2 separate regions of the Columba livia genome follow, and region 2 is linked to region 1. A link is a contact called in public Hi-C data. All regions are on one chromosome and are shown on one strand. The core of a region is the stretch at or near the end of the contact, and the rest is flanking DNA. Distances in the headings are between cores, read along the strand shown.

What was found. Hi-C and Micro-C count contacts between places; a contact is called where the count stands out from the background.
Region 2: a Hi-C map of crop shows a contact between it and region 1, with 3 times the contacts expected there. The contact joins two enhancer-like sites. A contact is called at or near these places in 2 of 2 Hi-C or Micro-C datasets (crop and liver).

Annotation. Positions count from the first base shown.
Region 1 is chr3:96,939,303-96,945,878 of bColLiv1.pat.W.v2, forward strand. It overlaps DTL (denticleless E3 ubiquitin protein ligase homolog), which reads left to right. Exons shown (of 15, transcript XM_065058395.1): 7 at 1-103; 8 at 767-840; 9 at 1,767-1,870; 10 at 2,857-2,961; 11 at 4,884-4,996. Among named protein-coding and RNA genes, the nearest start is that of DTL, 7.0 kb to the left of the region's middle. Within about 2 kb of position 3,264, at least 1 of the 3 cell types and tissues checked has an H3K27ac peak away from gene starts, as active enhancers do.
Region 2 is chr3:97,169,430-97,175,624 of bColLiv1.pat.W.v2, forward strand. It overlaps ATF3 (activating transcription factor 3), which reads left to right. Exons shown (of 4, transcript XM_065058411.1): 4 at 1-1,550. Among named protein-coding and RNA genes, the nearest start is that of ATF3, 29 kb to the left of the region's middle. Within about 2 kb of position 2,287, at least 1 of the 3 cell types and tissues checked has an H3K27ac peak away from gene starts, as active enhancers do.

The DNA of each region.
Region 1 (6,576 bases), core at 2,014-4,513:
GCAAGTGAATCAAATCAGTGGAGCACACAATGTGGTCGACAAGCACACTCCTTCCAAACCAAAGAAGAAGAGGCAGAACCTAAAGGGACTTGCTCCGTTGGTGGTAGGTATCTGGGGAACAAATGAAAAGTAGGCCTGTCTTCTGAGGACAATGGTGTTCATAGAAGCCTTCCTAAGTAATTATCACGAGAAATATTTGGTTTGGATGTCATAATTGCTTCAGTTTATCTTTGCAGAGGTAGTTTTTTTGTTATTGTCACTTGCTATGGCTAATTTTAGACATTGTTTATTTGTCCAACAACACATGAGCCATCAAAACCATCTCTGTGCAAGTGCCGTGTGAAAATACATCTTTTTTTTCCAGAGAGGAAAGAAGTGGCCCAGCATTCTTCTTTTGAGGGGGAAGATAGGGAGGGCTGTAACTTTTTTTTTCTTTAATTTGACCACACAAATGACTGCTTACTGCAGGAAGACCTAGTCTTATTTAATCTATTAAACCTTGTGATGAAGGCAGCTCTCTTATCTCTGACCTGAAAGGTTTAGCTTCAAACTGCTGCCCAAATACTTACTGCTCAGTAGCAATTGCACTTGTGGGAGTGTTCGAAGGGTTGTTGTGTGTTTCGAGGTTCTCCTGCCTGGCTAGGAGGAGGTTTCCTTGGTATTCACTTGACCTTGGACTAAGCAGCAAGATCTTGCTGACTTTGAAAGAAAATAAATGTTGTGGGCTTTTTATTTCCTTTTTTTTTTTTCCCTTTTCTCCTTCTAGGATTTCCAGCAGAGTGTAACTGTGGTGCTGCTTCAGGACGAGCATACTCTTATTTCTGCAGGAGCTGTTGATGGGTAAGGCTTTTCTGTCTATTCTGCTTGTTCTTCACAGTGGCACAAAAAAATTGGGCAATTTTTTCCTAAGATCACACAGTGGCCCACAAAGCTACAGTTGCTATTAGGTAGATTCAGCAGAGCTATGCTGCTAGCTTGCTTTGGCAAAGCTGAATGCTGCTTTTCTTCCTTACTGGAGGTGGCAGTGCTGGGACAAATTGTGCATATTTGGTAAATGCTCATTTTAGTGTCTTAGCTATAGGGCAGAACGGGAGCAGTTCTTACTATCCCTCTCTATTCTCATGGACTTATTGGACCTCAAGTAAACAGAGTATTGTTAGAGAGCTGTTTTGGGATGCAAGTGGGTGGTTGGTGCCTGGATATGTGTAGGCATGCTTGAGAAAATGTTGCCTTGAGTCACAAAGGGTGCATTTTTCTAGGTGCCAGATCTGGTGCAGATCTTGGAGCGCAAGCAAACTGTCTCACTGATTAGCATGGCGATTACCCTCTCAGAACTCAATTCTTTAGCAGGCTCCGTGTGGTCAGAGCCTTTCTCGGCCAGATTAGATTGACTCTCCTGCCTATGGCTCGTGAGAGAGGCTTGCTCCTGTCGAGGAGGAAAAACCTTGAGGGCCTTCATTTTTAAAACTACAAGTCAGGAGTACAAAGACATCCTTGCATATCCTTTTACTAGCTGAAGAAAGGTGACTTGTGCACCCATGTTGGATGTTGTGTAAGTTACAAAAGACAATGCCACTTCCTCATCCATAACCAGCAGAGCAGTTGTTTTGCTTTCAGCCTGTCTCTGCTCTGCTCTTGCTCAGCTGCTCCGTAGCACCGGACACTCCTCAGTAATGAGCAATCTGTCTTCCTGTGCTCTCAAAAGGACCTGTCAGCATTGCAAAATAAATTTTAAAGTTGAAGACACTTGTGCTTTTCTATTTCAGTGTGATCAAAGTATGGGACTTGCGCAAAAACTATGGGGCTTACTCTCAGGACCCGGTGCCTTTCAAGTCTTTTTTATACCCTGGGACCAGTACTCGCAAACTTGGTAAGTTATTGGAGGATGTATTTGTTTAAGTGCAAAGAGAATTTAAGAAGGACCAACAGTGCCATCTCTCTAGCCAATTAGTGATCACACTGACAAGCTCAGCAGGGTATTTCGATTGCCAATACCAAATCTTCAAGTTGCAGAGTGAATGTGCCCCACTTTTGTATCATTGCACCAATGACAAACACTTGCATAAGCTTCAGCAGTGCATTTTCAGAAATGGAGATGAGGGAATGATAGGGCTCTTGAGGTAGAATTCAGCTAGTAGTTTTGATGCATGAGGAAAAATCAGATTGAACTCTTTCTTTGCATTGTATCTTGCAAATGCAACAGACCAGACTGGGTTTTTACATTATAACCTTCCAGAGTGGAGCAATACTTAATGCTGTTTGTTATCAGAAACAATAGCACTCTTGTTCATGCTGCTCTGTGCTTCTTTGTATCAATATCTTAACGCCTTACAATGCTCTGATGCAACACAGTGATTCCCAATGACTTATCTAATCAACTATCTTGACGTGGTAATGGTCAGTGTCAGTCCCAAGAACCTGAGAGTAATCCTTGAAGAGCTGTTTGTGGAACAATGTGCTGTCAGGGAAAGATTTTTTTTTGAACCTAAATCACTAGCAAATCAGAACTTGGCTTTTTCTACCAAAGCATGAGGGTTTCTGTTTATTTTTAATCTACAAATTCTACAATTCGTTTTTCCTGTTGTCCATTTGAAACTATCAAATGAATCGCTTGCCTGCTCTGAAGGTGAGATATTCTCTAAATATCAGCCTGAATCCTCATGAGAAAACGTAGATATTATTCTAGAAGCTTTCCTTCCCCAGCAAGTGCTCTATCAGACAAATAAATTTTCCAATAACAATCAATCTCCTATACAATAGAGATCCTTTCCAAATTTCCCTCTCTAGGCATTTCTTTGAGAATTCCTGTTTTTTGTGGAGTTATTTCTGATGAAGAACGTCTCTCTTTGTCTATAGGATATTCTAGCCTCGTTTTGGATTCCACCGGTGCTAATCTGTTTGCTAATTGCACTGATGACAGTATCTACATGTTCAACATGACAAGTTTAAGGACTGTTCCAGGTATGCACCACATCTGTGGAAAGAGCTGCAAAAAATAGGTGTTGCAGACCATAGAAAGGCAAGTTTCTCCCTGTGACTTAGAGAGACCAGCTTGAATGCTTAGGAGACTTATTCCATGCTGTTCTATCTAAATCCACCCAGGAGAGAAGGCATCTGTGCAAGGGCCAATCATATTTTGTGATAAGCCACCCACATGAAATTAATAGCACAAAAACTTGCATAAATGCAGATACTGGTTCACCCAGACTGAGACTAAGGATAGTTTACATGTTTTCTGGTGGGGAACAGATAGTTTCCAGCTTCTACCCACCTGAAGCAACTTTGAATCTCGTGCTTACTGGCAATCACTGATTTTTCAAGCTCTTAGATAGGAATCCATGTAAAATGGTCTTATTCAGATATTTCATTCCTTCAGCTCTGCGTCTGTGACTTTTATGTTGACAAGACAGCCCACAGATTTTGGTACACGAAGCTGCTATGTCAGAAGCCAATGGCTGCTTCTCAGAAAGCAGCAAAACTTGTTAGATGCATTCCAGCCAGACACGCGGTTTAGTTTCCGTTGCTTTTCTCAGTCTCTCAGTTAATTGAAATTAAATGAACAATATGTCCTTCTGTCTGCTCTTCAGGAAGGCAGTGTGGTGGGTGGGAATGCTTCCAGAGTCAAAAAGTGGTGCAAGTAGCACATTTTAGTAGGTCAGTTGTTGAGTTTTACCATGGGTGTGACTGTTGAGCTGTGGAAATACACAATATCCTGTCCCCCCATGGGAGTGGGCTCTCTCCAAAGCGCAGAGCATCCCACCCTTGGCCTCCTCTGGATGAAGCCGATAAAACCCAGTGAGCAACCTCAGTTCAGCCAGCCGTATGAAGCCTGTGTGGTGTGGCTGTTCCCGCAGAGGGCAGCGCCTGCCCACTGCTCTGTGCTTCTCTCCTTTTGTCCCTGCTGTGGCTGCGCTTGTCTGGTTTCGAGGCAGCTGGAGGTTGTGGGGGGGCGTGAGGAAATTCCTCACTCTAGCAGGACTTGCGGGTAGGTCTGGCTTAGGAAGGGACTCGCTGTCCCGTAGCTGTTGCTGTGCTGAGAGAGCTGTGGGTGAAAATTAAGGGATATTTTGGGGGTCTTGCAATTTTTCAAAGACCACCAAACGCAGCCACCTGTCCTCTGGTCTGTGGGTCAGCTCCTTTACCAAAACTGCTATTAAAACAGGGCTGGTAGAGGGGGTGCCAGCCGTGCCTGGTGCTACATCAGGAAACTTGACCTTTCTGCCCCGATGAGAGGATGTGATGTAGTGCAGCTGGGTGCTCTAGGTCCACCCTCAGCTCCTGTGCTGGCTACCAGCTCCTCCAGCCCCCACAACAGGGGAAATGGCGATCATTCAGGGTGATGCTTTCACGGCTTTCACAAACACTATTGGGGCTTTAAATATAGGCAATCAGCAAGCGCGGTTGACATGGTGCAAGTTTTGTTGATGAAATAAAGGTGCTGGAGCAGGAGGAAGGAGCAGCAAGCACCCTCCTTGCCGTCTGGGTGGAAGAAGGCCCTCGCTATGCTTGCTGCTAATGTTGTGGGGCTGGTGGTAGTGGAACCATAACCAGAGTAGTGGGGCATCCCAGGTGATGTCTCGGGTTGCTTGTGACATGGGTGAAGCTGAAGCTTTAATGAAACTGCCACTGCTTCCTAATGCTGCAGAGAGAGCTGTTCAGGTAAAGCTGCTTCATTTGGAAAGCCTGAAGGGCTCCAGGTGAATAATAAAGACTTCCTGCTGCCCCAGAGCTAGGGAGCAGTGCAACCACTTTCTCCACTTTCTCCAGAGGTTATGCGGCTGGGCAGGAAAAGCCTGTAAGATCAGCCCTGCTTGCACAACCCACTCCAGCGCTATGCATTGAGTGGGGCTTTTATTTTGATTTTTTTTCTTTTTTCCTCACAGTGGCAGTTTTCAGCGGGCACCAGAATTCAACCTTTTACATCAAATCCAGCACCAGCCCAGACGACCAGTTCCTAGTCAGTGGCTCGAGCGACTGCAACGCATACATCTGGAAGGTGAGGTGACTGGGACAGACCCAAGAGTGCAGCCCCAAGCTGCTCTGCTCTTCCGTTTCATTTGCTTTTCATGTTCATGTAGGACACTCCCTGTCTCCCACTCCTGCTTGCAGCAGCCTAGGGTTAGCTCCTGGCCTGTTGTGCCCGGAGTTTGTTGCTCTCAGGGTTAGATGTAACTGTTTAATGTAAAACAGAGCTAACCTCCTGCCTTCAGTATGTCTCTCATCACTGCTGCTTATTGCAAGTTGCTGATTTTAATCTGATTTTAATGGGCATTAAAATCCTCTTTCAGTCCTGGTGACTCATCCAGCTATGACAAGTAGACAGACAGTTCTAGCTTCATATTCAGCAATGGAGCACATTAACAGAAACCTAACAGTTTAATTGTTTTGAAGGGCACTCTTTCCCCCCAATTCCTCTTTTTCCAGCACTTGCTTCAGACATAGCTTTTTATCATGCTTAATCTACAGTAGTTAAAGCCTTTGTATTACAGCAATGGCTCAGCTGGAGCCTTCAGCAAAATTCCAAAGCACTGTCTGACAGCTGAGAGGCTTCCTCGCTTGGCATCTTGTGCTGACATGTAGGAAACGCAAAGTCATCAAGTTAATAGCAGGGACCGCAGAACAAGGTGCACTTCAAGTTCTGGTTTCCATATGGGACAGCCATGCAGTAGAAGGGTAGGCTTCTTATTGACGTAGAACTGACAGAAACCACAGGTGACTGCTTCTTTCGGGTTAGGGAATGCTGACTTGTTTACCCCTGCCATGATGACTTCAAAAGTAACGTACAAACCTTTAAGATCAGAGGGTCAGGCTGCTGTGTCTGTGGTTTGAGCATGGAGTCTCTTTGGTTTGGAGAACACTGGTAAGCAGCTGGGTTGCTTACTCAGAAGCAGCAGGAGTGCAGTAGCGTGGATCCTCCCCTGCCAAGTGTCATTTTATTCTTCCTCAAGTTCTGTGTAAGTTCAGCAAAAATACCTGCAGACTTGGGCTGGGCATCCTACGTTCATGTGTTTTGATACTTTCTTGAAATGCAGGCTGGGGCTGGGAACGTTAGCGTTCAAGGAGGTCATTACATCTCAAAGCTTAAGTGTTTAAGCATATTTAGAATGCATTTGTGTACAGAAGGCTTTTGTTGGTATCACATGTGGGTGACAGATTGTATTGCATATTTATTAAACAAATCATCAGATCACTTTTTAATACTATGGTCACGTTAGAAAGTGAGATTTCCAGCAAAACTGTCTCTTTTGAGATCTGTCATATTCAGAGGCTCCTTAATTTGTTTGAAACGCTGTCAGCTTTTACTGACTCTGAAACATATGTATCTTTTCCTGGGATGAGGATTTACTATGCTGTGAACAAAACATGGTTAGATATTGCAGAAGCAAATAATGTTTTATGTTGGAAATAACATAATGAAGAGCACTAGCTTTCCATATCTAGAAAGAAATGAAAGGCAGGACAAGACATTGTTGAGGAATGAAAGGCCGAGCAAGAATTTGTCCACCCAGATGATTTCTTTGAGAAACTTCAGCATCAGTGCCAAGTTGTGTTTGGGTCAGCAATTCCCAAAGAACA
Region 2 (6,195 bases), core at 1,037-3,536, 230 kb after region 1:
AGATGGTTTTGAACTGGTAGAAGAGCTGCTGGACAAAACAGTTGGAGCTATGAGTGTTTAAATTCTGATGTTTCTGTGAAATTCTCAGATTGTTTAATCCTATAAAAGATAACCTTACAATTTTTTGTAAAAGAGAATTTTATCCTTATTTATCACTAATATCATAATGAGTAGAGTTAATAAATACTGTAAGCAAGATAAAACTGAAAACACAAGTGTTGTGGTCTTTGTACCTTTATCTCGTGGTGTTTAATATTATATATTCCTAAACTTCACCAGTTGGATTTGAGACACCACTATTGAAAACACTTCATCTTTTCCACAGATGAGGCACTGAGTACCTTGAACAATTGGGTTCAGAGATTATACCTTCCAAAATTCTGTACCTCAATCAGTGGTGTCTGGCTGCTCAATGTCACAGCTTAAGTGAAGCAGACAATAAGAATGGAGCTTACAGTACATAATATTTTACACCAGTTCTACAGTGTTGAAATTGTGGTTTTGTTCTAAAGGCTAAACTTAAAGATACCTCAGCCATAAGCTTCTTACCCTACAAGTCCCACATGAGTTTATCAGATATCATACTTGATCCTTATATGATTGTTATATTCTGCAACAGAACTTCTTAGTACATTTTCCTAAGGTCTGGATATATTGTAATGTCCTGTATCATGTTTTAAAGACATGTACTTCATGTATCTGAAAAGTGAATGTATTACGAAGTTGATGTACTAGGCCCAATTCTGTTCTGAGAATCCATTGTCTTTCTGTGTGTTGGAAGGAGCTTCCCTGGGCTTCATTGAGAGTTTTATTCATGCCCTGCAGGCAGAGTTGGGGGCTTCTGCTGCGACCTCCCTGGCTGAGAGGGCGAGTTCCATGTAGAACTGGGCCAGCTGTTTTTCAGAGAATGGATATACATGAAGTGTGTTACAATAAACTCATCAAACCCTGTTCACTGGTATTTGACTTCTGTAATGTGGAAATACAAAACCGAGGCATCATCCCACTGTCATACACCTCGGCTTTGCCTTTTGCGCATCAAATACCAGCAGACAAAACTGTTTGTCTCCTTTACTGTTATATAGTGTTAACACAGAGACTAGAATATGACAGAATTCATGTGTCTCCCTTAGGGAATTTGTATGGTTGCTTTTAACCATATCACTGGTGACGCAGGCGTCATGCTTTTGTTGCTTGGTGTTATTTACTTAGCATGCCAAATGGTAACATGGTACCACTACTATTGTCAAGAGGATAATCTATTTTTATTTCTTTATATGTGCAGTCATAGCTGCTTTCTACTGCTTGTATGTGTGTGTGTGTGCATGCGTGCTCCTGCACGCTACTCTAGAAATGATGGTACTCAAGGTCATTCGGCTGTGCCCAGAAAAAAAGGATGTTTAAAACAGCTGGACAGAAGCAGTATGTTGCATGAGTTTTCTAAAGGTATACTTTATTCAGGAGAACTTTTGAAATGCATTAAAAGCAGTTTGTTTTCTATTCTCAAGTTTGTTTTGATACTTTAATAAAAAATTATTAATATATATTTATTCATGTGTCATTTAGTTCGTTCTAAGTTTCAAGGTCCAGGAGCAGCTTCTTTTTCTTAAAACAACACTGAGATATTAAACACCAAACCTGTCTTCTAGGTTTGCAACAATAAGCATCATATAAAACCAAATTGGTACTGCTCACTGCTTGTCAAGGGATAAACAAACTTTTGTTATTACAAGGTTGATCATTAATTCCAGGCTAATTTCTTATTCCTGGCCTAGGGCTTAGATTAAAGTACTAGAAATTAGAACTCCTGAACCTTTCCTAACCCTGCAATCAACCAGCTGATAGTAATTTCAGCTTTTTAAGTACCTCATGGGTTTAATGCTATTGCTGCTGTGAAGCTTTAATATTTATAGATTGCTTTCTATGGTTACATGCAAGACACTAAAGAAGTATAGCATGGTTAGGGCTTTGGTTTGTTTCTCTGCGTTGGCGTGTGTGCATGTGTGTGTGCGTGGAGAAGCACGAGGAAAGATGAACAAGATGTTCTGCCCTGCCTTTCCAAAACTAAATATCTACAACCAGACAGAAGTCCCTGTGTTTTGACAGCCAGTGACGTGGACAAAAACTTTTGGCTTCAGTCCTTTGCAAGCATTCGTAACTCATAATACAGAGGTCAGATAGAAAGCCAGGAGGTTCGGGACCAGGAAATGTACTCACTATTGCAAAATCTAGTTAAAAATATCAGCTGGAAGGAAGTTCTAAGCTACTATGAGCCTGGCAATGTTGAACACTTACTTTCCTTATCAGTACATCCATTTACAGATGTGCAATACCAATACTTATATTAATCTTTTCATGCATTCTCCTGTAGCTACTATCAAATTTTACTTTTGAATACCCGATTCACTTCTAACATGGTAAATTTATAAATCATTTGCCTGGCCTGTTTTAGAAAACCTCACAAACAAGGGCTATGAATTCCTGAACTGATATTTTATAATACGTTCTTTAGATGGTACCAGTTGAAACCATGAAACCACCATTGGTCTCTATGACATATTCCTAATAGCGTAATTGATATTCCTTGAACAAAATAATATGCAGTATCTCCTCCTTAGGTCTTGTTTTAAATGCTAAGTCTGTGTGTGTACAGGCCCATACAGACCATAGAGCATGCTGGGCTTTACGCTGTACATTAATGAGGAGCATCTTCTGTTTTTTCCTAGCTCTTCACTTGATATAAATTAATAAACAGCAATATTGAAGGCAGGTAGAGCCAATCATTTATGCTAGGCTGGAAACACTTAATGAAGCTGGATGGCAACAAATTTAAATTTACAATAACTTTTCTGCCTGGGACCAGTAGAATTTGATGGGTTTGATTAAGGGGATGATTTTATTATGGAATCATCAATTCTTAGTTTTGCTAAAGAAACTGGAAGATGTATGGATAATGAAAATAAAACAGTACAATTGTTTGTTAGTAGCAAAAGAGTTTTGAAAACCAAATCTACTTCATCTTAAAAAATTCCCAAATGCAGAATGACAACTGTATCTCACATCCCGTTTCCCCCATACCTTCATTGGAATAGTGAACTAGAGGTAAGTCTGATTCATGCTGGCTAGTGCCATGTTTCTGTGTTTGCCCAGTGCCCCCAGCTGGAGACCCTGAGAATCACAGGGTTTTAATGTACAGTAATATTAATTTACATAAGTACTTAGTAACATTCTTCATTAGTTTGTAATGACTCCAGTATAATGTTTTCATTTCTATAATAGACATCATTCCTTTTTGAAGTGTAGTTAAGATAAAGAGTGACAATGTTTTTAAAAAATCTTGTTACTCAAAGTTCATTTCCCCAGTGGACACTCTGAGTCAGAACTGCTGACTTTAGTGATAAAAATAGTTATTTACTAATTTTCAGTGCTATTAGGTCTTTGAAGCTATCACAGTTAGAATACAATGGAGTCTGTTCTTGATACAACATCAGTTCTGGTTGCATATCTTTACTATTGCTGACAGTGATACATGAACAACAAAAAAAATTCAACTATTTTAACACTCCAAGCTATGTGTTCTAGAGCTGATACCCCAAAAAGTTATTAGACCTGTGAAATTAATAAATAGGAAATGGAAACAAGCTGGGAGTTGAAGCTGTAATCCTTTTTTTCTGCTTTTGAGAATTTAGCAACTTCATGTTTCTAGACTTTGTGAAAATAACTGGTGTACCACCACGCCTCCTTAGGCCGTGGGTATGCCCACGCAGCAAAAAGTAGTGTACTATGGAAATACCATTCTATAAACTGGCTTAGGACTGGGAACATCCCCGTGATGACAGCAAGAAACTCAGCCCAGGCTAATTGATGCCCCCGAGGGGGTGAAATCTCCGTGCAGCCAGAGGACAGGCAGCTGCTGGCATCCGAGGGAGCTCTTTTAGAGCCAGCTCGGGTATCGTTCAGCTCCTCAGGTCAGTACATGTCACATAGCTGCCTGTTGAGTAGCTGCCTGTGTTCCCAACAAGCAGCTCCACCAGTTCAGACCAAAGGTTGACCCAGTCCAGTTTTCTTTCTACAGCGGTGATCAGAAGCAGCTGTCCAAGGAAGACCAAGAACAGGACACGTTTGCTTCCTGAGGGTGCTCTCCCACGCTATGTCTATTTTCAGCTCATGAGTCACACAAGCCTGACATGATGCCTTTAGGTAGTAGCCTTCCACAGATCTTTCTCTCAAGCATTTGACCATTTTCTCATCTACAGTACCAGCACCTGCAGTAGCTTTTGGTGGCAAGTTCCAGAGGGCTATCACCATTTAGAACAAGAAAAACGTTCCTTTTCTTTTGACCATGTTCCCCATGACAGCCCTTCATTCTTGAATTGGAAGAGTGAACACCTATCCATCTTATTCATGTCACATGATTTTATACTTTTCTATGTTTCTTTTTTTCAAGGTAAGGAGTCCCAGCCTATCTTGTCACTTCTTTTTATAGCCATCCTTGATCATTCCGATTATCAAATTTTTCTGGGAAAACTGTGGTTTTCCCAGTAATTTAAGATAAAGGCACCATAACTACACACAGTTTTCAAGGTGTGGTCAAGTCACGGGTTAATACAGTTGGATCTTGATGTTCATTTTCAATTTCCCAATAACTCCAGAAATTTGACTTGCATTTTTGATGTCTGCCAAGCATTAAGTCTGATGCAATGCAACAATCTATCATAACCTCAAAGTCTCCCTCCTGAGTAGCAATTGTAAACTCAAACCCAACATTCCGTATAAGATGCCAGGATTGATTTTCCCTATATTCATTACCTTGTGTTTACTTGCATTGAATTCTATCTGCCATCTCAAATTCCAAACTGTAAATATAGAGTCTTCCTGCAAATCTTCTTAAACTGCCCTTCTCCTTACCATCCTGAGTAATTTTGTACCATCATCAACTTTCTCGCTACATTACTCACCCAGATAATTTCTTAAAAAATTAAGCTGTGCAGGTCCCAGCATGGGTTCCTGTGGATCTTCACCTGTTGTAACTAAGAGTTTATAATTTACGCCTACTTTCTTTTCTAACTTTTAATCAAGTCTTTATGCATACATACGCCTTTTCTCTATTCATAGCTATTAAGTTTCTTCAAAATCTTTGGTGAGGGGAATTTACTGAAACCTCTTTAGAAGTCTCCATAAACTACATCTACTGAACCCTTGTGATCCACACAACTGTTGACCCTTTCAAAGAACTCCAGATGCATTTGTAAGCCTGAATTTCATTTTACAAAAGCCATGCTGATGCTCTTCAAGTAGACTGTATTTATCTAGGTACTGACTGATTCATAGTTATTCTAATTCCCACTTATATCTGTAATCTGACAGGCAACTTCAGTTTGCTGAATTCTCCTAAAACCTTTTATAAATGTTGGTGACACATTCACCAAACTCCAGTACTCAGATACCGAGGAAGATTAAGTTAGAATGACAGTGAGAGAGTTGCTCATTTTTTTTTAGTATATCAGCAGTTTTCTCTTTCGATTTTCTTTGAGCTTTGGGTGAAAACAAAATTGATTAGTGCTGATTTTTCTCTAAAACTCCACCCATGGTCACTTCAATTTCAGACAGATCCTCTGCTGGTTTCCTTCCCTTTGCCCTGTCCTGAAGAGGGTTCTGGTTGGGGAATTACCTCTATTTCTTCAGCTTCTCAGCTCTCCACGAGTTCCCTTTGTACCCTGATCATCAATTGGCATTAGACTCTCTAGCAGGCTGATTACTACTAACATATCTGAAGGATGATTTAAGATTATTTCAATTCCTTTAGCTACTCTATTCCCTCAGCTTGCCTCTGACAGGCTTCTGCCCTAAGTGTCATCTCCTGAATGCCCCCCGAAACAGGGTCTTCACCATTCCCAATCACATTTGAAACTTTCAGAGTCTCTGTCAGCCACTCCAAGATTTTATGTGGCATTAAGGAACCATAACATGGGTATACATCTAGTTGCCAGATCTTAATCCCTGCCATGCTCTGCAGCTTAAATACAAGCCAGCCAATGCCTCAATTTCTCCATCTGGAATACAGGAATAACAACAGATACCTTCCTTTCTAAGCATTTTGACATCAAAGGGAAAGTGTCATGATTTTTTTTTTCTCAACTATAAAGTAGTACAGTATTAAAAATTATCTAACAATAGCCTTCTTTTGAGCTTTCT